Regions from separate parts of the Mus musculus genome. Here all the other regions are linked to region 3. A link is a contact called in public HiChIP or PLAC-seq and promoter capture Hi-C data. All regions are on one chromosome and are shown on one strand. Each heading gives the region's core, a stretch centred on a gene start, on an enhancer-like site or on the middle of the called end of the contact. The rest is flanking DNA. Distances are from core to core; before and after follow the strand shown.

The links. HiChIP or PLAC-seq counts read pairs in DNA pulled down with a chosen protein or histone mark. Capture Hi-C pulls out chosen DNA fragments and counts their contacts.
Region 1: a contact with region 3 is called in a BATF HiChIP or PLAC-seq map of CD8 T cells, with 6 read pairs. The contact joins the enhancer-like site here to the promoter of Slc36a3os in region 3. A contact is called at or near these places in 2 of 484 Hi-C or Micro-C datasets (3T3-L1-derived adipocytes and bone marrow-derived macrophages) and 4 of 115 datasets of contacts at active chromatin or transcription factors (CD8 T cells and embryonic stem cells).
Region 2: a contact with region 3 is called in a promoter capture Hi-C map of adipose tissue. The contact joins the promoter of Tnip1 here to the promoter of Slc36a3os in region 3. A contact is called at or near these places in 1 of 484 Hi-C or Micro-C datasets (double positive thymocytes), 5 of 115 datasets of contacts at active chromatin or transcription factors (CD8 T cells, effector CD8 T cells, embryonic stem cells and 2 more) and 2 of 9 other capture datasets (adipose tissue and pancreatic islet).

Annotation. Positions count from the first base shown.
Region 1 is chr11:54,997,218-55,001,619 of GRCm38.p6, forward strand. It overlaps Anxa6 (annexin A6), which reads right to left. Exons shown (of 26, transcript NM_013472.5): 12 at 3,994-4,116; 13 at 2,578-2,636; 14 at 1,318-1,396. Among named protein-coding and RNA genes, the nearest start is that of Gm19911, 21 kb to the right of the region's middle. Within about 2 kb of position 1,649, at least 52 of the 459 cell types and tissues checked have an H3K27ac peak or open chromatin away from gene starts, as enhancers often do. A contact at or near this core is called in CD8 T cells, where this site is marked.
Region 2 is chr11:54,960,756-54,965,040 of GRCm38.p6, forward strand. Tnip1 (TNFAIP3 interacting protein 1) reads right to left here and starts at 2,185. Exons shown (of 19, transcript NM_001199275.2): 1 at 2,078-2,185.
Region 3 is chr11:55,135,100-55,139,481 of GRCm38.p6, forward strand. Slc36a3os (solute carrier family 36 (proton/amino acid symporter), member 3, opposite strand) reads left to right here and starts at 1,900. Exons shown (of 2, transcript NR_167707.1): 1 at 1,900-2,068. Slc36a3 (solute carrier family 36 (proton/amino acid symporter), member 3) reads right to left here. Exons shown (of 11, transcript NM_172258.4): 6 at 2,190-2,274; 7 at 160-378.

The DNA.
Region 1 (4,402 bases), core at 399-2,898, 140 kb before region 3:
TCTGCCACTCCCTGCTAAGTGCTGAGATTATAGGCATGTGCCATCATACTGTGTGATCTTTGTCTTTTTGTTTGTTTTTTCCTTAACACAGAGTTTTACTCTGTAGCCATGGTTAGCCTGAAACTCATTACATAGAACAGACTGGGCTCAAACTTATAGAGATCCACCTGACTCTGCCTCCTGAGTGCTGGGTTTAAAGGCATGCACCACCACACCTAGTCTTTTGTATATATGTATATCTCCTCTTATGCTAACAAGTCCCTGACATATAATAGACATTTAAGAAGTATTATCAAATTAATAAATAGGTGAAAATAATTTTTCAGTGGTCGCAATTAAACCAAAAATCTTGTGTTTGCTAGGCAAATGCTCTACTACTGAGCTATATCCCTAGTTTTATGATAAAAATAATTTTATACTTTATATACTATCACAAATTAGAAAAAAAATTATCCTATGTTATTAACAGATGCCAATTCATAAAAATGAATGTAATACTAGCCCCCACTTAAGTTAAAGGTCACCAAATTTAAGGTGCTACTGCTTGCCAAAGCCACGGCTCTCGGTGTAAAAGGGCAGGCGCCTCGTATAGCACAGATGTGGCACCAAGCCGCTTTCTCTTTACTTATCAGAAAGGCTGGTGGAACTGAAAAGCAGTAGGTTCTCTGTGAGCTTGGGTGTCACTTAACACTTGCGGAGGCACTTTCATCGGCCAAGCCAAGCTCATTCCTCAGATAACCCGAGGTCTCCCTCAGTGGCAGCATTTGCCTTCAAATTTAGGGAAGAGTAGAATAGAAGTTCAGCGTTCAAGAGCCTTTAGGCCACCAGGACTGCCATGTCTAACCCCCTCATTTGAAAGGTTCAGGCATAGAGGCCAGGAGGGAAGGTGAGGACCCAGCAGTATCTGGAGTAGTTTGCCAGGAGCCTGTGTGAAACCTTTTGTCCCGTCCAGTGTGGACCCCTGGGTGTGACAGTGCTCAGGAGTATACCCCCCGAAATCCTGCAGTAACAACAGTAGCAGGAGTGCCCTCTCTGCTCTCAGGATGCAAAGCCCAACTGCCAGGCCCAGGATGCAGAGGCCCTCGTGGAACCTCGGGGCTCACTGGAGGAAGCCTTGTTAGTGGAGAGCAGGCAGGATGCTCCCTGGGCTGTTAGGACGAACCAGCGCAGAGATCTGGAAACTTCAGATATAAGATGCCGCAGCTCGGGTTGGCCACCAGAGGGCAGCTAGGGGCCAACCAGCGTACAGTGGCAAGGTGCAAGCAGAAGGGGAAGCCAGTGATTAGGAGATCAAGCAGGAAGTGGGGAGGGTCTGACCTCGACTCGGGACACTGCACTAAGTTCCCACATCTGATAGGCCACCTGTGCTGCCTCCGGGAAGAACTGGCCAGCGGCACTGGAACAATGGAGGGGTTCGGGGAGAGGATGGGAGGGAATGTCATCATGGGCTACACCCCATACTTCTAGAACACTCTTATGCCAAATACACCACACACACACACACACACACACACACACACACACACACACACACACACACACACACACACACACTAACACAGACCTGTTTGGCTTTGTTTCTTCTGTAGCATGAGTTCATCCGAGGACTTTCTAGTGCCACGATTCTTCTGGCTTCCCCTAAGCTCCCTCTAACCTATGCATGCAGTGGGGCTTTCCCTAGCAGCCTTGTTGGTCCAGGACCAAGTAGGGCAGTCCTTCAACCTCTTCTTTGTTCATCACAGCAGGGTGACTCCTGTGCAAATCCCCTTCCAAATAAGCCAAGGGCAGGGCATGGCTGCTTCATCCCTTTACCTTTTTGCAAGGCACCAGGCCATGTGAGGGGCCAGTGTGTGTGGAGGGATTTCTGGCCTCTGTGGCAGTGAGCATAGTCAACAGGAAGCCCTTATGTCCCTTCCTTAACTGACTGTTGAACCCTGGAGAAGGGAGTCTAAGAACCCACCATGTCCTCGGTATAAATTTGGCTGTGTTATGGCACAGTCACCTAGTTTAATATTCCAGGAAGGGTCCCTGTAGCTCACCTGCCACCTCATCTCTTTGCCAGGCTCTCCACAGAACCCATGGCAGTCATAGGAAGAAGCCATAGGAAGTCACAGGCCAATCCTCATCCCTAGGCTTTCTTACAGGTGGGCTTCCCAGACCTGCTTCTCCTGGCTCCTTCCCCTGGCTCCTTCCCCTATCAGTTTTTGAAACAGGGTCTCACTACTCAGTCCTGGCTAGTCTGGAATTTGTTACATAGACCAGTCTGGACTCACAGAGATCTGTTTGGCTCTGGCGTGTGCCACCATGACCAGCTTAAGTCCCCTGAATTCTAATCCCCAGTCCAGACACCAGATCGACCTCCAAGTTCACAGAGCAGAGAGTTCCATATATAGTAGCCACACTTGTTCAGACACACGGTCCCCAAGACAGCAGAGACTGGAATACTGAGGGTCACTTTCCCTCATTTGTCATTCCAGCCTCAAAAGAGACCCAGGCTCATGCAATCCACCCATCCACTGGGACAGGCGCTGGAAGAGTCAGGCCGTCTTTCCATCCTGGGGCCTAGAAGTCACTTACTCATCATCTCCTCCACACAGCTTCAGCAGAGCCTTCTTGTATTCACCGGAAGTATCATTCTGGGGAAAGAGAGGAGAAAAGGTGACCTCAAACACAGCCGTGGCTCTTCTTGGACAAGAAGGGGAGGCAGAACACTTACACCAGCTCCCCCTTTTCTCCTGCCTGCAGTGGCTCAGGCCCCCAACAGTGTATGGCTGGTCACTATCCAGCAACCAGCTCTGGGAAAGACAGGAAGGAACAAGTCTCTGGCGTGTGTTGTTTGCCACCTTTCCTGTGGTAGAAATACTTCCCAGTGATAACAGCTGGCCGCCATGCTGACTTCACTAGACGTGGCATTCTGAGATGCTATTTCCCCATGGCCCTGACATTCCACTCTCCCAGGTATATATAGCACTTCCATGGGAACCATTTCCTGGAAGTAGAATTCCATAAACACACCCACGGGAAAATGCTCAAAATCAAACAAATATTTGACCAAGCCGTATGTTAATAGAGACGGCTTATCCCTCGACGCTTTGGAATGGACCTCAAAAGACAACGGCTGTGAGAAGTTCCCAGGTAAAGGCCCTGTGCAACAGCATCTTTGTTTATTCTAGATTTTCCCAAACTTTTTTCCCCATGGAATGTTCAGTGCATGATACCCATAAAAAAATCCTCTTTGGATATCATTCATGAGTACAAACTAAATTTTTTCCCCATTAGCTTATAAAATTATTACATCTGACAATCTCTTGGCAAGGCCTCACGGGATGGCTACCCCTGAGACGGCATTAGTCACCCAGCAGGCTCCAGGGTTTTCTAATGCTCATTTGTGTTCTTCAGTGAACTTCTCTGCAGATTGTGGATACCCACTGCCCTTGGGACAGCATCCTGGCCATTAACTCTAAGTACAAGCCCTACAGGATCCAGCCATGTCTTTTCTTTTACCTCCTCTCCTCACCTCCCAAGACAGCATTCTCTGTGTAGCTCTGATAGATAGACAAATGTAAATAAAGATCTATCTATCTATCTATCTTTCTATCTATCTATCTATCCATCCCTCCATCCATCTATACTTAAGAGTGTTTGTCTACATATATTTATACTTGCTATGTGGTTGCAGTGCCTAGGGAGGCCAGAAGAGGGCATTAGATTTTTCTAGATCTGGACTTAGAGATAGTGGTGAGCCCTCATATGGGTGCTGGGAACTGAACCTGGGTCCTCTGCTAGAACAACCGGTGCTGAGCCATCATTCCAGACTCCATGCCTTCCTTTGTCACCAGCTTGAACTTCCTTGAAAATGCACTATAGCAAGAACTCTTCTAATACCCAAGACCCACATGCTGCTGTGTAGAGGCTCCCAAGACCTGGGAAGGTGGTGGTGGGAGGTCTCTGCTCCCCATCCCTGCCACCCCTACCACCCCAAAGTCTGCTCACCTTGATCATGCTGTAGAGTGACTTCTCATACTTGGTCCGGAAGATCTCCCGGATGTCAAGCATATCCAGCTCGCTCCTGGAGACCATGATGCGGATCAGAGTGTTGTCTCGGGTCCCTAGGCCCTGGAAGACATGAAGGCATGAGGGACAGTGTTTGGAGTGAGGTTTCGTGGACAAGAGACACTAGCATGTGCAGAAGTAATATTTTCATAATAAAAAATTCAAGCTAGGAACAAAGAAGGCAGATGGTGGCCTTCACTTTGAAGATCTGTTGTGCCCTGTCTTGTAATACATGTCCTTCTCTTTGGTACATTGTTTCCATACTTGAATTCTCTAAGCAGTCCAACCTCACTATAGTACCCTAACACAGGAACATCTGCTCTCCCCAGGGGCAGCCGGAACCCCTGTA
Region 2 (4,285 bases), core at 935-3,434, 170 kb before region 3:
AAGCATCAAGACCAAGAATCCAGAGCCAGCCTGGACTACATGAGACTCTGTCTCAAAGCAACCCCTTCTCATCAAATCATACACAAACAACAACAACATCAACAATGGCACTAAATTAACTGAGTCTGTAGTTTCAGCTCCCCTCAGCCTAAAAAGGCATTTTTAATTCTACCTACCTTCCTAGGCTATGAAGGCCACAGTTTTTTTCTGTGTTCATGCATCATCTTTTACATTTATTTTTATTTATTTATTTATTTATTACAAGTGTGTATCATGTGTGTATGTCTCCCTAGCACATGTCACAGCACATGTAATGGAGCTCAGAGGACTGTATGTAGGAGTCCTGTCTCTCTTACTACATGAGTCCCAGGGATTAAACTCGGGTTGTCAGACTTAGCAACAAGCTCCTTTAGCCCCTGAGCCATCTCTGCATCCCCCAGTCATCCTCTCAAGAGGAAGGAAAGCATTTGCATTCACAACTTGCCCTCTTCCCAGGACACCTCCCACCTCCTGAAGTCTGGGCTTTGATTCTGACCCTGACACTCACTCCTGGTCTGTAACCTAGCTTTCTAAGCAAGGCTATGGGGACAACAGCAGGGCCAGTTTGTGGCACACACAGAGAGAAATGGCCCTAGTGATAAGAAGCATGGTCATTGTGGTCTGGGGCAGCAGGGAGTGTGGATCTTCCTCTCTCAGGGGATCTCAGGCCTACTGCTGGGGCTCACTTTGCCTGGATCTCACTGAGAGCTGTCTGAGGAGGTGGCCTCTGGCCACGGCTGCTGGCTTCCTCGCCAGCCTTGTCCTCCTCTTTCTCCTCCCCGGCTCTTTCTCCTGTGTCCCTAACCTGCCTGTTATTCTCTGGTTTCTAGGACAATGACACCAGGGAAATTCCCAGCTCCTCATACACTGGCCCTGCCAGGCCCCTCCCACGGTCTCGAGGAGTCCTGGGTCTTTCCTTCTCTGGCTTCTCTCCCTCTGGCCCGCCTGACTCCAAATCAGAGTATCAAGCTGGCTCCAAACTGGGATCCTAGCTTGCTCCTCATCATCTTCCTGGAAGTGGGAAGAGATTAGTCCCTAAGGGAGGCAGACCCATAGGACCAGAACATTGCCCAATCCTGGGAAGCCCTACCAGGCCCCAATAGCATTTCTCTCTCAATCTACCCCATACCTTCTCATGTCTTCTAGAATCTCGCCACATTCCTCCCTCATTCTGCAGTCCAGAGGTCACTGTCAAAAGTCAGACCCAGCCTCTGGCCCTTACCTCCCCCAGCCAGGGACTTCCCTAGGCTGGCCCTCTGACCAGCTTCGGAAAAACTGGACTGCTTATTATCAAAAAAAGAAGTCCCCACCATCTGCCAGCCCTTGGCCCCACTCCCAGGGCCTCAAGTTCTCGGTGAAAGGTTCACCCTCAGAAGGAGCCAGTGGGCCTCAGAGCAAAGAAGTCTGGAGACAGGGGAGGGGTTCCTTCATTCCAGTGCTGAGGAGGGGCTCAACAGCTATTGTGTCCCCCAGGGAGCAAGATGGGTTTCCACCAACCTTCCTTGTTTGGGTTTAGACTTCCAAACTGCCCAGCTCATCCCACACCATCCCCCTCAAAATTCACATTCACACAGAGACAGACACCCAGACCATCCACAAACATAAACACTCCCATGGACCGATATATGTACCTGCTCCTGGGAGCCTGACACAAATGCAAACATGTCCTCTCACACACAAGAAAATATGGGAACAAGAAAGAGAAAAGTCCCCTTCACCCCTCAGAGAGAGGGATAGTACAGAAAAAGAGAAAGTCTCTCTTTCCTTCCCTTTGGAAAAGTTGCAGACATTCGGAGAGAAGATTGGTCAGAACAAGTACGAGGGAGAGAGACAGAGGTCAGAGGGCAAAGGAGGCTCAGGGAAGAACAGAGACACAGAATTCAAGGCCCTAGGTGGGCCCACCAAGCTAGGCTGGGGAGCAAAAGACCCCAGCTGGCAGAGAAGAGGAGGCCAAGCAGTTACTGACACACAGCTGGGAAGGTCTGGTGGCCTTGACATTACCGTGTGACGCTCCTGGAATCTGCCTTGTCACACCTACCTTCAGCCCAGGTCACTCATCCGAGAATGCACGAGGTGATCTGAAGATGTGCCCAGTGAGTGCGGCCATGCCTCCCTGTGTCCCTGTGAAGGTTGCTGGGCTTTCTGAGCTTCTGCAGGAAGGAGGGCTGGGCGGAGCTGACTCTGAGGCAGGAGGGGAATTCCCCCATGATGGAGAAGCCAGCCACCAGGCAGCCCCACAAGGCCGAGCTGAGGCCCCATCCCGCCTCTGGCAGAGCAGAGGGCCCTTTGCCAGCCTCCACCTGTTGCTCCCCAGGCTGCCTGTCACTTGTGGTAGATTCCAGGAAGGGGAGGGGGCTCTGGAGAAGAGCTGAGAGCCTGCTGGCTCCTGAGCTGGGCTGGGAATCAAGCAAAGGCAGGTACAAGGACACAGGCCACCTGGGCTGCCCTGCTGGGATGGCCTGGAGATATATGTTTCCTCTTTTGTTCAAAGTGGGGGATTCCAGTGTGCGTGGCCTTGGGGAAATCTCCAGGCATCCTGCTCACGTCCTCCTGTCTTGTTCCTGCCTCATCTGCTCCCAAGCATCCTCTCCAGAGGAGGAAAAGTTTCTCATTCTTCCCCAGATGCTGAGTCTTGCTGAGTCTCACTTGGATGTCCAGCCACACTTGGAAACCCTTGGCCCGTTCTGAACCTGCCAGCTGCAGTCTGAGCATGCCACTTCCTCCTGAGCTTTGTGTGATGGTTATTCTCTATGATCAACTTCACTGGATTTAGAAGTCTCGAGGAGATACACCTGGGGTGTGCCTGTAAGGCCTTTTCCAGAGAGGTTTTCCAAAAGAGGGAAGACCCACCTTGAATGTGGACAGCACTGTCCGGGGAGGCTGGGGTTCCAGACTGAATGAAAAGTGGGGATCAGGAGAGGGTTGTTCAAGCACTGTTTTCTGCTTTCTCTGCTCTTCCTGATCCACTAGATGTGAGCGAGCCCCCGGATGCACTTGCCACCACAGCTTAGAGCCACTCCCACACTGCCAGGCCTTCCTACCAGAGTGGACTGTATCACCTCAAACTGGGAGCCAACATAAACCCCTCCTCTAAGATGCTGCTTGTCAGTCTTTTGTCACAACAAATGACTGCTCACACATGCACGTGTCACTGACCCCCATCTCACTCACTGTCACACCCACTGCAAAGTGGGAAACTGAGTCTTGCTCTGTCTGCTTTCTGCAACTGTACCAGAAGCCAAAAGATGCTTTGTCGACACCCCTTGTAAACCACTGACTACATATATAAAGTTACCCACTGCCATTCACTACCTGCCACAAAAATGTCTGAGGAGATAGGAAGAGGCCACCTGGGTGAGAGAGGCTTTCTTGATTATCCCTAGTTCAGGACTGTCCTATCCAACTGAGTGACCATTATCCACATATGGTGGATCAAATGTAAATTAACTAAACCTAAATAAAAGCAATAATTGAGGAAATGAGGAAATAGCTCAGTGGGTAAAGTGCTCACTGATTTTGAGCCCCAGCACCCAAATTTAAAAGTCTGGTGTAGATACACACAGGCCAGTGCTGGGGAGGCAGAGACAGGATATCTGGGATCTGTGGGTCAGCCAGTCTAGCTAAACTGATGAGCCGGAGGCAGTGAGAGAACCTGTCATAAAAAACAAGATGGTTGTCACCTAAGGAGTAACACCTGAGGTTCACTGCTGGGCTTCACGTATATGTACACACATATGCACATGTCCTACACACTCACACTCACACACACATACACACACACACACACACACACACACACACACACACACACACTCAGTTCCTTAATAGCATTAGGCACCTTTCATTGTGATGTATAGCCAGGATGACAGCTGTTCCTACATGTGACTTGAGGTTACAGGTGTGTACTACTATGCATGTGGCTTTGAGCCCTTGAAGAGTGGTCAGTGCCATGAGGAAGATGGTATGGTGTAGAAAAGAGTGCTAGACTGGGAGTCAGGAAACCCCTAACTAAATTCACTTAGAAGTCATTTCTCCTGTCTGGTCTTCAGTTTCTGAATACCACATGGGCCTACAAGTCTGTCCATTCCCTGCACCATTGCAGAGGGTGTTGTTGGATGGCACTGTTCTGGAGGCTGTGGCATATGATCAGATAGTTACAGCAAACACTGGAAAAGATGTGTTTTGTCAGGAAAAATATTGCAGGGAGCTGTAGGTACCAGGGCAGATGTCTAGTTGGGATTTGGGA
Region 3 (4,382 bases), core at 650-3,149:
CGAAGATGAGGGTGTAGATGATAGTGATGCCTAGCTTGTGGGACAGAAGTGTTTTTAGAATTCACCTAGGCTCAGAGCTGGGGACCGGCCACCTTCCTCATCTTCATTTTCCCACCTCAGAAACCCTGGACCCCGCCCCTCTTCTGTGTGGTTTCAGACCTGGATGAGATACTCGAAGATCAGAGCCAGGCTGCTCAGGGTGGTGATGGTGGCCAAGGTAGAGAAGATGGACAACACCTGTGGGTTCTGGATGAGCACCAGCAGGATGAGGAAGGGCAGGATGGTGAGCATATAGAAGCGAGTGTCCAGGATGGAGGTCATCACCAGGCTCTGCCTCGGCTGGCAGACGTTGGAGGTGAAGTGGGCTTCTTCCATGATCTGCCAGAACGACACAGTGAAAGGCAGGACGTCAGTCGTGAGTCACTGAGAGTCATTTCAATTAGGATTTCAGCTCATCGACTGAAAACTTACTGCCACAGTAGAAAAGACATTATTCACGACTTGTGTGACATTTCAGTATAGCCAGATATCTTTTTTTTTTCCGGTGCTAGAGGGATGGCTCAGTGGCTAAAAAACACTGGTTGCTCTTACAGAGGACATGAGTTTCATTCCCAGTACCCACACTGTGGCTCACAGTTCCAGGAGTGCCAATACCTTCCTCTGACTCTCATGAGTCTGTAGTGCACATATATTTATGCAGGCAAAACATTCATGCACATAAAATAAGTGAATCCTTAAGACATTTTTAGATTTACTTAATTTTATTTGTATGAAATGTTTGCCTATACATCATGTACATGCCCAGTCCTGGAAGAGGCCAAAAAAGGAAGTCAGGTCCCCTGGAGCTGGAGTTTCAGATGGCTTTGAGCCACCATGTGGGTGCTGAGAACCGAACCCAGGTCTATATCCTCCGAAAGAGCAACAAGTGCTTTTAACTGCTGAGCCATCGCTACAGCTGCATCAATACGTGTCTTCTCTGTGTCTCTGCACTCATGTGTGTGGTGCTGGGGGCTCCAGAGGACAAAATCAGTAATGTTCCTCAGATGTGGCCCTCCTTGCTTTTGAGAGAGGGTCTCTCATTAGCCTGGTACTGGGCAAGTTAGGCTAGGCTGGCCCTCCAGTGAGCTGCAGGTATCCGTCTGCTTCTGCCTCCTCAGCACTGAATTACAGCTGCAGGCCAGAAAGCCTAGGTTTTTTTTTTTTTCTTTTAGATTTATGTATTTATTTTATGTATGAGAGTACACTGTAGTCAGACACACCAGAAGAGGGCATCGAATCCCACTTCAGATAAATAGTTGTGAACTACCATATAGTTGGTGGAAATTGAACTCAGGACCCTTGGAAGAGCACTTGGTTCTCTTAACTGCTGAGCCATCTCTCTAGCCCAAACCTGGCTTTTTTTTTTTTTTTTTTTTTTTTTTTTTTTTAAATATGGGGATCCTGGGAGATGGTACCCAGGCCCTTGGGCTGGCAAGACAAGCAGACAAGCACTTTAGACAGGGTCTCGCATATCCTTCAGAGTTGGCCTCAGCCTTGCCGCATAGCTGAGAATGACCTTGAACTTTTGATCATTCTGCTTCTGTTTTCCAAATGTTGGTGTTATGGATGTGAACCTCTGTGTCTGGTTTTGGGTGTCCTGCATTTTACTGGGCAAACCTAACCGCCTTACTGTAGTGCGTGTGATTCTGACGATGGGAAACATTGAGCATCCTGAAGCCCAAAGGCACAAGGCTCTTTCTGTCTGCTAGACAATCTCTTCTTCCCTGTGAAGTGGTGGTTTCCCCGCTCACATGACTAGAAAGGAGTTTCTGTTACATTAGCACATCCTTTTTAGACTTTGTGGGTGAAGCGGGGCGGGGCTGAGCATTGAGCATCCTCTGCTCAAACAGTCCCTCTGTTACAAGGCACACTGTTCTTCCTGTCTGGCTGGGTGTGCTCCTCTGTCTCACAAAGCTGTTGTAAAAGAAGGCTCTGTCTGACTTGCCTGCATTAGGAACGAGATGAGGGGAACGTGACCGCTCGTTAGATATCTTGGATGTGACAACTTGAGATGCTTTCCAGCCTAAAGGTTAGGGGCTTTGGCTTTGCTCTGGTCTCAACTGTGGTCTAATATGGGCAGACACTAACAGCCCCAGCATCGGGAGGTCTGCTCTCCTCCCACCCACTCTGCCCAGAAGACCCCTCTTTACCTGTTGTAAGTTGTCCGCCAGAAACATGAAGTACACGCTGCAGAAGCCCAGCTGAGTGACGATCAGCAGGAAGCTCACAACGTACCTGGGAAGGAAGACAAGGACAAGGGAAATAAGTTACTGTTTAGGATGGATCTCATTTTCTTTTCTTTTCTTCTTTCTTTTTTCTATTTTTTAAAAAAAGATTTATTTATTTGTTATATGTGAGTACACTGTAGCTGTCTTCAGACACCCCGGAAGAGGGTGTCAGATCTCATTATAGATGGTTGTGAGCCACCATGTGGTTGCTGGGAATTGAACTCAGGACCTTTGGAAGAACAGTCAGTGCTCTTAACCGCTGAGGCATCTCTCCAGCCCCCCACCCCTTTTTTTTTTGATTTCCTTTTCAAAACAATTATTTCTGATGGTTTTATTTTGAGAAATGTCTGACCCACAGAAAAAGTTGGTTGTACAAGAGAAATTAACAGCCATAAACTCTGGCTTTGGAGAGTTAGTTTTTTGAGATAGGGCCTTGTGGTGCCCAGGCTGGCCTCTGATTAGCCAGATAGCCAGTGTGACCTTGAAAACCTGATTTTCTTGCCTCTACTCTGATAGTGCTGGTGTTACCACAAAGCCAGTGTGACCTTGAAAACCTGATTTTCTTGCCTCTACTCTGATAGTGCTGGTGTTACCACAACCACCCACATCCATTTACTCTAATGAAATTCATTTGTAGTTACCTTTGGCCTTGAATTGCATTCTGGGTATTATAGTCACAACACACACACACACACACACACACACACACACACACCCCACACTCCCCAAAAGTACTCAGTTCAATTCAGTTCATTTCAATGATAATTTCCGAAGTCATGAAATATCTACTTGAAATACCATAGGCATATTTCTCTTAGTTCTTAATAGTCAGAAATCAACTAACAACAAATATGTAATTTATATATTTTAATTATTTTACAAATATCTCTTTCTTTGAGGGGGAGGGCATAGTCTCACATAGCCAAGGCTAGCTTTAAACTTCATATATAGCCCAGACTGCCCCTGAATTATTAATTCTGCTGCCTCTACCTTCTAAGTGCTGGGATTGCAGGTTTGCCACTGTATCTGACTTAACTTTTATTTTTTTTTTGTTAAAAATTTTCCAAAGCTTTATGTTGTGTTTGGCTGTACCTCTTTTGTCTTTTTTTTTTCCATGTGGAATATTTTTGCACATTTTTTGCATTTGCACTGGTTTTTCATCAGGTCATTTTGGAGAGTCCAGGCTGGTCTTCTTATAAACTGTCACCATGGTGTGTCTGTGTGATTTCTTCCTCCAGAAGAGAGTCATTGGGCAGAGGACAAAGGCAGTGACACTTTGTTTCTCTTTCAATACACTGGAAACAAAGGTCTGTTGTCCTGGGGTTTAGGCTCTCCCTTTATTCACATACCTCCTCCCACACCCACTATAAAGTTGGATCCAGGCAAGCCTATGCATTGAACTCAATTACAGCTCTTAAATTTGAAAAATTACGTCATTCTTCCTGCTGTGGGTTTTTGTTTGTTGTTTGTTTTCTGGTACTGGGAATTGAACCCAGAACTTCATTCTTCCTGCTGTGGGTTTTTTTTTTTTTTTTTTTTTTTCTTTTTTTTTTTTTTTTGAGACAGAGTTTCTCTGTATAGCCTTGGCTGTCCTGGAACTCACTTTGTAGACCAGGCTGGCCTCGAACTCAGAGATCCACCTGCCTCTGCCTCCCGAGTGCTGGGATTAAAGGCATGCGCCACCACGCCCGGCTCCTGCTGTGGGTTTTTGTTTGTTGTTTGTTTTCTGGTACTGGGAATTGAACCCAGAACTTCATGTGTGCTAGGCAGGTGCTCTACCTTTGAGCTACATCCCAGCTCCATTTTCCTTGCAGGTTTTTACTTTTTGGAGGTAACAAGTTGCCAGACTATCCGTCCAGTTGTCGTATCCTATGTTCTGGGCTGGGCTGACTTTCTTGTGCATCGTTTATGTTGGTCTCCCACCCTGAGTATTTCTTGTGAGCCAATCTCAGGCCAAAAGGTCTGATTAGATGAAGTTTCTTTGCTGATTTTTCTGGTAAGAGAATTTCAGAGTGGATCTTTATGTCCTCCAGTGTATCACAAGACACCTGTGACATGGGCTGCTAGGTGCTCAGCCTGACACCCTGGGCAGGGCCACCAGGGCTCTCTCCTTTA